2 separate regions of the Oryctolagus cuniculus genome follow, and region 1 is linked to region 2. Evidence: chromatin contacts called from public Micro-C data. All regions are on one chromosome and are shown on one strand. The core of a region is the stretch at or near the end of the contact, and the rest is flanking DNA. Distances in the headings are between cores, read along the strand shown.

Region 1 (4,893 bases), core at 40-2,539, 150 kb before region 2:
TTCCCCCAAATGTGAAAGCGGGCCCCCGCTCCGCCGAGCTGGAGACCCAATGCCACCCCGGGATCACCTCCTTAGTTGCACGGTACTAACAAGGAAGCACCTGGAGTCCTGGGGGTGAGGGCGAAGCGCAGAATCAACCAGCCCGAGGGACTACAAGGAAGTAAACCACACACCCACGCCCACATCCCAAGACGCCCAGGACCCCGTCCCCGACACACACCTCTGTCCCGAACCTCAGCTCGGGCCCCACACCGCTCGCCCGCCACAAGCCCCCCCTCCCCTCGGCCATCCACAGTCACCTTCGCCGGACACCCTTGCCCCAATCCTAACTTCGCGTCCCGCACGCCCGCCCCGCAGCACCTCCTCCCACTCACGCACCCTGCCCACCTCCTTGCCTTAGCCGTCCTCCCGGCTCCCCCAGGCGCGTCCCCCAGCCTCCCCTCGCTTCACTCCACGCCCCCAAACACCTTCAACCCGGCCACGGCAGGCTCCCCGCCTCCAGCGCCGAGGCCCGGCCCAGGCATGTGGGGCAGGCACCTCCTCTCCCGCTCCCCATGCCTGCCACGGCCCGGGGTTCCCGCGTTGAAGGAAGCCTCCGGGAGAGGGGGTCTGAGGAGGGCGACGCCGGACCCACACGGTCCCTCCACTGCTCGCCGCCCCCGGAGAGCTGAGGTACGGAGTCGCCTTTTGGGTCCCCCCAGGGAGTAGGAGTCCAGGCCGGTGCCCCCCCCCCCAGCCGCCCTCAGCCCTACTTCCTCCCGGTCGTTGGCGCGGAGAGGCAGGAGGCTCCCCGGGACTCACCTCGAGCCTGTTGTCAACATTAGCCCCGGGTTTCCCAGCACCAACTCCAGCGCTCGGGCTCTCCCCTCCCCTCCCCCCACCTCTCTCGCAGCCGAGGGCCCGCCTTCCCTCAGCTCCCCCTCCTCCCTCCGCCCGCCCGCTCTCCCGCCCGCCACTCACCAGCGCGGCCGGGCTGAGGGTGGGGGCGGGGCGGAGGGAGGGGGGAAAGGAAGAAGCTGTCCGCGAGAGTGCCGGATCGAAAACGCTCCGGGCCGCCCGTCCTCCCGCATGCCGATGCCCTCAGCTTGGCTCCGGGGTGAAAGGTCTAGAGCAAAGGCTCGTGTTGGTGCCGCTCATTTAGCGGCTCGTTCAAATTCCCCAGTTGAAGAGAGAAGCGACTTTTTCAGACAGGCAATCAACTGGGCAGCGACTACCAGCGCCTCTAGCCAGGGCCCCAGTAGAGGGGAGGAGTGTTTCGAGGACCGGAGGTAGGAAGTGGATTGGTCGCCAGGAAAGGGAAAGCGCCTGAATTGGAGATGCGCAGGCGCAAGCATTTCGCAGGGGGTAGGGGAGCGAGAATGGGGCGGGGCGAAGCTGGCAGCGGCTAGGGGAGGGCGGTGGAGTAGTAGAACTACGGAGCGCCGTTAAGGACAAACTTGGCCACGTGATTCTCCTGGGAGTTTCCTGGTGAGAACGTAGGGAAGAGGTCTAAGAAGGGAAAGTTTGATTGGACTAATTCGGAGAGGTTGAAGATTTGGGAAATTGGAAACTGGGGAAGCGAAAGAATATGGCTGGTGAGGAAGGGAGAAACTGGTTAGGAATGGATCTAGATTTAAGGTTGCCCTAAAAGACAGCCACAGTCCCGTGGGGGGATTTCCAGAAGCAGTTTAAGGAGTTCGACCTGAAACCATCCAGAGTGCAGAAGAAACAAGGCTTTTCGCATGTGGTTCTTAGAAAAGTCCCAGCTTTAACAAGAAGCTTTTTAAAAAATTATAATTCCTGAGTTAATTGAGTGAAATCACCTAAGAAGAAAAAAGAAAAAGGCTGGCCTTGTCGGTCCCCTCCGACCGCGACCGCGAGTCGTCACTTTATAAACCCGGCTCATTTCCTCCGACTCTCGGGAACCTCGTGTCCGCGGCGGTGGGAGCCGGAGGAGCCGCGGTGCAGAGCCGGCCTTAGACGCTGCCCCGCTCAGAGACTTGAGGCAGTTCTAGGTTTCCTCGCTTTCAGCCTTTAGTGCTGTTTTTGCTTCCCATGTATTCTCAAAAGGCAAATGATCCTGAGTTTGGCGATTAAGTTTTGCATTAAAGGGAAAGGGGGAAAAATTCTCTTGCAAACGCTGCCCACTGGTCAGGCACGAAAGGGTAGTAAAAGAGATAGATAAATACTGTCATTCTGTACCACGGATGAACAATTAAACTTTCCAAACAGAAACACCGTACCGGTGATTGCAAAACCCGGAACTCTCTTCAAAGGCTTGTCTCATTATGTCTGCTTTAAGAACCTTTGCTTCTCTGTTGATAGGTAAGTCTTGTCATCCTAGACCAGGTCAGCCTTTGCTTTTGGTCAGGTTAGCACCTACAAGTTATGGAAATACCGAGATCGAAAGAGGGGAAAGGAGCAATTTTTTTAGTGTTTGCTGTTTTATTTATTTTTTTTAAGATTTATTTATTTTATTTGAAAGAGTCACAGAGAGAGGTCTTCCCATCCGCTGGTTCACTCCCCAATTGACCACACGACCGGAACTGTGCCGATAGGAGCCAGGAGCTTTTTCCGACCACAACGACCGGAACTGTGCCGATCAGGAGCCAGGAGCTTTTTCCGAGTCTTCCACGCAGGTGCAGGGGCCCAAGGACTTGAGCCGTCTTCTACTGCTTTCCCAGGCCATAGCAGAGAGCTGGATTGGAAGAGGAGCAGCCAGGACTAGAACTGGCGCCTATATGGGATGCTGGTGCCTCAGGCCCAGGGCGTTAACCTGCTGTGGCTCAGCATTGGTCCCTGCTGTTTTATATTGAGGAGCCCCATTATATAAAAATTGAACCACAGAGAGAGTAATTGATAAAATTTTTTCAAAATTGTGCTTAAAAACTCCACCACCACCACCAGCCACTTTAGATATTGTCCTCCCTTGGAGCCCCCTTCCAGGCCACTCTGGCTGGAGGTCTCTGACTGATAAATCTTGCTTTTAAATCTCTCTGCCTGTCCACTTGGAAATTCTTCCATGTGAGACAAAGAACCAAGGTAATACTATCTACACTGCTGCCATTTTACCTGTAACATTTTGGCACCGTGACTCGGATCCCGCTCCCACTCAAGTTCGACTGTAGTCAGCGTTGGATCATCTCACCAGATGGTTTTTGTTTTTGTTTTTGAAAGTTTAACTCTCCTCTATAGCAGCTCCCATTTTCTCAAAAACACCGGGTCCCTGTCAGCCAGTTAAAAGTGATTAGCGTGGCTGCCGGACTTCAGACTTAAGGGCCAGGCTTGCTGATTAGGGCCAGGGCAGACTCTGTTTTAACCCCTCTCTTCTCCAGTGTGCATTGGCCTTTCGCGTGGGACTGGGAGAAGGCATTTTCTAAGGAGTCCCTGACTGGACACCAGGCCCCGAGAGCCTGTTAGTGTTGGCCAAAAACTACATTCTTTTCTTATTTCTTCAGAGATAAGTTTGTTGGTGGGACTAGGTGCAGCTTGGGACGAGGCCATGGGCTCCAGGCTCCATGCCTCAAGGAGTTTTTCCTTTACCCAGATCCCAAAAGATCTCCATCTCTCTCTGTTCCTCTAAATGCTTTCTGCACTTCGCCAGGTCTCCTCAGTCTCTACAAACTAATTTTTGGTCGTGTTAGCCAGTATTTCCTAGATATTTTGTTCATTAGCTCTGGGTTAAAGTTTTATTAGCCTGTTTGCAGACAGGTAGCTTTTTGATCTAGACTCCCATTAGATGCAGTCCCCATGTTGTCTGAACTTGTGTAGACGAGTCTCGGCATGTCTCTGGTATCCCCTGTCTTCCTTGTCTTTTGGGTCACTTCTGTCTGGTCCTTCCTACATAGTACCTACCTCAGGGAAGTTTACTGGGGAGCACGTTTGTTCCCTCACTCTGCTTCTTTATCCCTTCACCTGCCAGTCACCAACCTAGGTGGTAGCCATGACTGGTACCCTCTCTCCAAACTCTAGCTTGAAGCACCTTTGTTTGCTAAGGCTCTTGCCATGAAGGGTCATTGTCGGAATCAGACTTATTAGATAAGACTCAACACTGTGGCATAGAACAACTATTTTTCTTCATGCAAGGAACAAAGCGACAGTATATATTTGACCAGGCAGAGGCCCAGTCTAGCACACCACTGGTAAAGGGAACCGATCACTCCATGTGTGTGCTATGCTGACAAATACATGCCTGAAGTTACAGGCGTGGGAGGCTGAGCGAGCATGGGTGCTGATCCCACCCTCACCTTCCTACCCTGTGGACTTCAGTGCATGGCTGGTTGCCACAGGCAGTGAGACGGTTTTGAGAGACGTTGCAAATTCGGGAGAGATAGGAACTGAGAGACGCTTCATTTTTATACTCTGATTACAGTAGGCATTCCCCAGGGATGCAGCCTTAGACTTTGGGACTCATTTGACCCTTGAGCTTAAAGAAAAACTCCTGCTCTTTTTCTGTACCACTAGTCCTGGCTACAAGCTAGAGGATGGAGGAATTAGCCTAAATGAGTTGTGAGAAGTGCCAGCCCCTCTACGCTGCCTCCATTTCCCTGCATGTGCTCCAGTATGCATTACATTCTTTTCCAAAGTGTCACAGGGTCCTGGGTCTATTTAGTGAGTCACCAGGGTCCCTCTATTATCACATTTCACTATGTTGTGGCTTTTAACTATTTTTAAAAAAACTATTTATTTGAAAGACAGAGTTAAGAGAGGTAGAGCTAGAGAGAGAGAGAGAGAGGTCTTCCATCCACTGGTTCAATCCCCAAATGACCGCAATGGCCAGAGCTGAGCTGATCCAAAACCAGGAGCCAGGAACTTCTTCTGGGTCTCCCTTGGGGGTGCAGGGGCCCAAGGACTTGGTCCATCTTCTACTGCTTTCCCAGGCTATAGCAGAGAGCTGGATCGGAAATGGAGCAG
Region 2 (5,488 bases), core at 1,977-4,476:
CCGGCGCTGCACTGATCCGAAGCCTGGAGCTGGGTATTTCCTCCTGGTCTCCCATGCAGGTGCAGGGACCCAAGCACTTAGGCCATCCTCCGCTGCTCTCCCAGGCCACAGCAGAGAGCTGGACTGGAAGAGGAGCAACTGGGACTAGTACCTGGTGCCCCAACCGGGACTATAACCCGGGGTGCCTGCGCCATAGGCGGAGGATTAGCCAAGTGAGCCATGGTGCCAGCTAAGCAGTGTCTTAACAACAAGGCCAAATGCCTACACCAATTTCATTTCAGAAGATAATATTCTGATTAATCCTTCTCTTGTAATCATTCATGGTAGAATCTTGGATTCCCTTAAGTAACCTTTTATTTGCTGGCATACATTCTCAGGTAATAAAAACTACCTATAACTTGATAAGGATGAAAAACCACTCTGAGATTTGTGTGCGTGTTCCTCTTCTGGCAGATGTAGGGTTGGGTGGGCACGAATGGAACTAAGTTTTATTGAGATTCTGCTATTCGGTGATTTCTAATCATTGACTAGGTTGAACAAGAGTGAACTGACTGCAGTGGCCCTTGGGATGGCTAACTGGTTGTTGCCCTACAGTAACATTTGCAAAGAACTTCTTGTTAGGGTTCAGGCAAGGAACAGCACGTTTGGAGAGTGGGAGCACTGGCAAGGAAAGACTTAATTCCTTGCAAATGAGCATTTATTGTTTGTCCTGAAGCAACTTTTAGGTAACGGGTAATTCTTGCCATGCCATGGGCAAGAAGGAGACTATCTTAAAGGAGAGTGGGACATTAGGACAAAGGGGTGGTGCAGTATACACATTTGGACTCAGTGGCTTGAAGTGTTGGGTAGACAGTCACATTGAGAAAATCAGCTGGGAGTTGTGCAAAGGATTAGTCATGGTCTGGATTCAGAGAAGAAAATGTGTTTTTTCATTATTTCAATTTAGTATGCACAAAAAACGGTCTCCCACAATCCTTGATGATTGACATTTTCTAGCATGCATGAGAAAAAGCCACTATTTCCACTGTTCTAAAGGTTTTATTGAAGCAATTTGATGTATATAATACTTTGTGACTAAACGAGAACATGGTGGTTTAAAAAAAGCAGTGAAAACTAACTCAGCTGTATCCATTCAAAAGTGCTTCCAGTTTGTAATATTATTTGATGCTCCTTAAATGTGAACAAGTTACTTAAAAACTATAAGCAATACTGAAAAGTCAAAGGAGCAACCTAAAGCATATAAACCTGAATAAGATGAACCCATATCAAATTCCTTCCCTGTAAAATCTAAGTTTACAAACTTAGTTGCTTTTCTACACACACACACACACACACACACACAAACCAAAAACAAAAAAACCCCTGCAGTTCTCTTCTAAAGGTTAGCAAGTGGCCTCAACTTCTACATCCAGATGTTTTCTTGGCTGGTACCTATTTTCTCCTATCTTCAACAGAAAATATCTTGCCCAGATGCACCACTCTGGTGCTATAATTAGCTTTAGTTACAACTTCTTAATTTCCAGGACAAAACAGGTATTTGAGTGACCACTAATGTCTGACATCCTCTCTTTTCAATTTGCTAGTCTGACACTACTCCTGCAGAACATATGAAATGTTTCTTTTTAATCCCCTCAAAACAAAAAGGACTGCACCATCCTGGACGTCAAAAACACTTCCAGGCCGGCGCCACGGCTCACTTGGCTAATCCTCTGCCTGCGCTGTCGGCACCTCAGGTTCTAGTCCCAGTTGGGGCGCTGGATTCTGTCCCGGTTGCTCCTCTTCCAGTCCAGCTCTCTGCTGTGGCCCGGGAGTGCAGTGGAGGATGGCCCAAGTACTTGGGCCCCGCACCTGCATGGAAGACCAGGAAGAGGCACCTAGCTCCTGGCTTTGGATCGGCGCAGCGGGCCGGCTGTAATGCACCGGCCATAGTGGCCACTTGGGAGGTGAACCAAGGGAAGGAAGACCTTTCTCTCTGTCTGTCTCTCTCACTGTCTAACTCCGCCTGTCAAAAAAACAAAAACAAAAAAACCAAAAAACAAAAAAAAAACAACTTGTAAAGGAACCATTACCGCGCAGCCCCCACCATTACACGGTGCAACATTATAATCTATTTATCTCCGCTTTGAAAATGTATCCTTTCAAATAGGGCTGCCAACTAACCACTTAGCCAGTAACATTTCTGAGAAAAACACAACGTGAAGCAACGTGGGTTGAAGAATTTGTAACTCCAAAGAAGCAGCAGATCCGTTTTTCATCCCAATGGACAGCTTTCTAAAGCTGTCGGTGGGACTATCAATTTTTACAACTGTTTAGGAGAATCAGTGAGAGCATGCAATTTTAAGCAGACACCTGAAATCCGCGCCCCTGGACCCAGGTGAGCGGGCTAAGTCCAAGGCTGATGAAAACAAGTCTCTCTGCTAGTGAGTTCTCATTCTTTTAAAGAAACAAAACTAAACTCTGCAAGGTGATGGCGTGGAGAAAATGAGTGATATTACAAATTCAGCTAGAACTTTGCCTGTCTTAGGCGTCCATCATTGCTGGGATACTGATAATAAAAATCTCGCTGTGTTTTTTCCAGGCTGACTTCTGCGGGTCCGGACTAAAAGAACTTTACGCTCCAAGAGACAGCGTTCCCGATTCTTCCGTCTCTCAAATTTCTCTCTCTCTCTCTCTCTTTTTTTTTTTTAAACCCGCAAAGTTGAACCCCTCCCTGGATCGCACAGGCGGGATCGCTTCCCTCTGCTTCTCACACCCCGCACCCAAGCACGAACAGGGGGCCATTCTCCTAGCAGGTGCCTCAAACATCACAGTCAAACCCTTAACTGCGGGTTTCGTTCCTCCAGTAGCCTAGGCGCTTCCACCCCAAACCCTGGTCGTCTTCCCCTGGAGCGCCGGGACGCGAGTCCAGCCGCACGCAGCCCGGGAGACGCGCGCGCCGCTGCCTGCTCGGTCTGCACCATCCAGATGTGCATACTCCCTCCTATCCCTCTCCTCCCCAGAGGCTTGGCCCGCAACCAGTTACCTCCTCCAAGGTGCGAGGTGAAGAAGGGAAGGGGAACGAAAGAAGAAAGGACGAGTCGGAGGGAGCAGCCTCAGCAGATGCCGGTGCCACGGCTAGGGACACCGGCGCCTCTCGCGGTGCTACAAGGATGGGCGCGCGCCCTCCTCTCGGCACCCGTAGAGCCCTCGCCACTGCCCTCGCCTCTAGCTGATTACCTTCCGGGTCAGCGAGCGCCTCCGGAAGGAGAGCTGTAAACTTCTGCAACTTTCTCTCCCAACCCTTGGCAATTCCTCTATCGGGACCCACAGTCTTTGCGTGTACGCAAGTGTGTGTGTGTTCACTGAGAGTACTCCCGACGAGTCTCCTCCTCTGATTCTTTTTTTCTTCTTCCTACTTGGTTTGCAGACCGGAAGAGTCCTTGAACCAAAATAGCTCGGCGGCACTTCCGGCAGCGGAGCCCAGGGTTCCGGGAGAGAGCTGGCAGGAGCGGGTTAAGGCAGCGGCTGCGGCAGCTGGAGGATGAAGAAGGAGCAAGTGCTGCATTGTCAGTTCTCCGCTTGGTACCCGCTCTTCCGAAGCCTGACCATCAAGAGGTAAGCCGGGAGGAGGGGGTTGTGCCAGGGCCACTGGCAAAAAGGGAACTGCCACGTTGAGTGCGTCCTCTCTCCGTCAAAATAACGATAATAACAATAATACAACGCGGGCCTTATAGCGACTGGATGGGTGCGACAGTGTCGCGATGTCGACTTGCAGGGGAGGTGAATGGCGCCATGCGTTCTGTCGCGAGGCCGAGCGTGTGCCGGGGAGGAAGGGGGCTAGGTCGTGGTGAGCGAGGGTCGGAGGCAGGGTGCGTTGTGGATTAGCGTCGTTGACGCATCGCGACTTGTGAGAATTGCCCTGGAGCGCCAGGCGCTCGGGAGACCCGAGGGGTCGTGGCTTTGTCACTGACCAGCGCGTCGCGTGACTTCATTGCTTGCCGCCACGGTCTAATGACTACAATCCCGGCAGACAGACCCAGCCCTGCGTCTGTTGTGAGGCTGCAGCGCGATTGTGTGTGTGCAGGGCAGGTGGACGTTGTTATGAGACGGGATTTGTCTTGGAGCTCTCGGGCCTAGAACAGGGAGTCCGTCGCTGGTAGGCATGACAGGCATCCTTCGTTCCAGAGTCAAGGTGGTGTAGGCAAGGCGGCTAGGGTCGTAACCCCCGGTCTGATCCGAAGCGATCAGTCGCTAACACGGACAGAGCTGGCTTTTGCTCACTCCCTCGTAGGCCTGCATTGTCACTGGGACACCGCCTACTCTTAACTTTTCATCCCGGCCATTGGATGCAGAATGTGATTGCAGAGATGGGGGGTTGATTCTCAGGCGTTGGAAGGGCACAGGGGGATTATTAAAGAGACAGTTCTTTTTCATCTTGTTATTCAGACATGGGCTCTGCTTTCAGCGACGCTAGTGTATGAGTAGTGATGGAGTTCAGGGTAGCACAGAGGCAGATAATGTTTGCATTTGAAGATAGACGGATTCACCCCAAAACAAAGGGAGGAGCAGGTACTTCCTGCACTGTCACAAGTTCTCTCCCTAGCTGATACTCCCAACCCTTGGTTAACTTGCAGAATGGAAAGTGGGCTTTGGATCTGAGGTGATGGTTGAGGTTCTTTCTTTTGTATTGGTGTCAGTGAAGATACATCTGTGGCCTTGGCAGAGCTTTTCACACGAATATTCTTTAAAACCACCAGGGGTTTCTTTGCAAACAACTTTGGTAGCTGCTGGTGCAGGTTTTTTTTTTTTTCTTTTTTTTTTTTGCATCAACCAGCACAAGCATGTAGGGGTTAAAAATTGGGCTTTGAAGTCAAAGCCTTGTGCCTGGCTTCCAGGTCTTGTTCCACCAGCATCTTGAGCAAATTGCTTAATCTCCCTAAGCTTCATCTGGAAAACCGAGAAAATAATAGGATCATCCTGGGAATTAAATAAGATGAAACATTAAAAAGGTTTGAGTCTGTTTCTAGCACATAGTAAACACACAAAAATGTCGCTTGTTACTTTTGAGATTTAAGAAAAGCCCCTTGGAGGATAAACAGGTTTTGTTTGCTTAAAATGTGTACCATTCATAGGAAGCTAAGAGTGAAAAAGAAATGATCCAATGGGTAAGATTTTTCTGGTCCGAATAAACCCCACACCATTCTCACTCTGTCTTTAAACCCTTTCTTTGGTCTGCTTAGCCCTGGGGTGCCAGCAGAAGAACCTAACATACGGCAGAGGGTCCGTCCACCACTCAGGCCAGTCAGGTGGAGCTGTGTTGTGGCCAGGGTCAGCTTTCCTGCCAACAAGGGCGTATTGCAGTTATCAGCTCAGCATTATGGTTTGGTGTTTATTAATCACAACTCAGAGATGATTATGCAAGTTTAGTTTTTGGCAAGTTCTAGGACTTTGACTCAGGCTGAAGAATAATTAGCCAGGTGACTGGTACTGCCACTTTACCTTCCTAAAT

The links. A called contact is a pair of places that touch in the nucleus more often than the background predicts.
Region 1: a Micro-C map of ear pinna shows a contact between it and region 2, with 8 times the contacts expected there. The contact joins the promoter of UPF2 here to the promoter of NUDT5 in region 2. A contact is called at or near these places in 2 of 6 Hi-C or Micro-C datasets (ear pinna and an unstated tissue).

Annotation. Positions count from the first base shown.
Region 1 is chr13:71,001,720-71,006,612 of mOryCun1.1, reverse strand. UPF2 (UPF2 regulator of nonsense mediated mRNA decay) reads right to left here and starts at 1,289. Exons shown (of 22, transcript XM_008268086.4): 1 at 961-1,289. LOC103350899 (a long non-coding RNA gene) reads left to right here and starts at 531. Exons shown (of 4, transcript XR_518745.4): 1 at 531-672; 2 at 2,212-2,304.
Region 2 is chr13:70,853,345-70,858,832 of mOryCun1.1, reverse strand. It overlaps NUDT5 (nudix hydrolase 5), which reads right to left and starts at 3,226. Exons shown (of 9, transcript XR_011381571.1): 1 at 3,023-3,226. It overlaps CDC123 (cell division cycle 123), which reads left to right and starts at 3,200. Exons shown (of 14, transcript XM_070055718.1): 1 at 3,200-3,318; 2 at 3,407-3,594. The coding sequence starts at 3,521.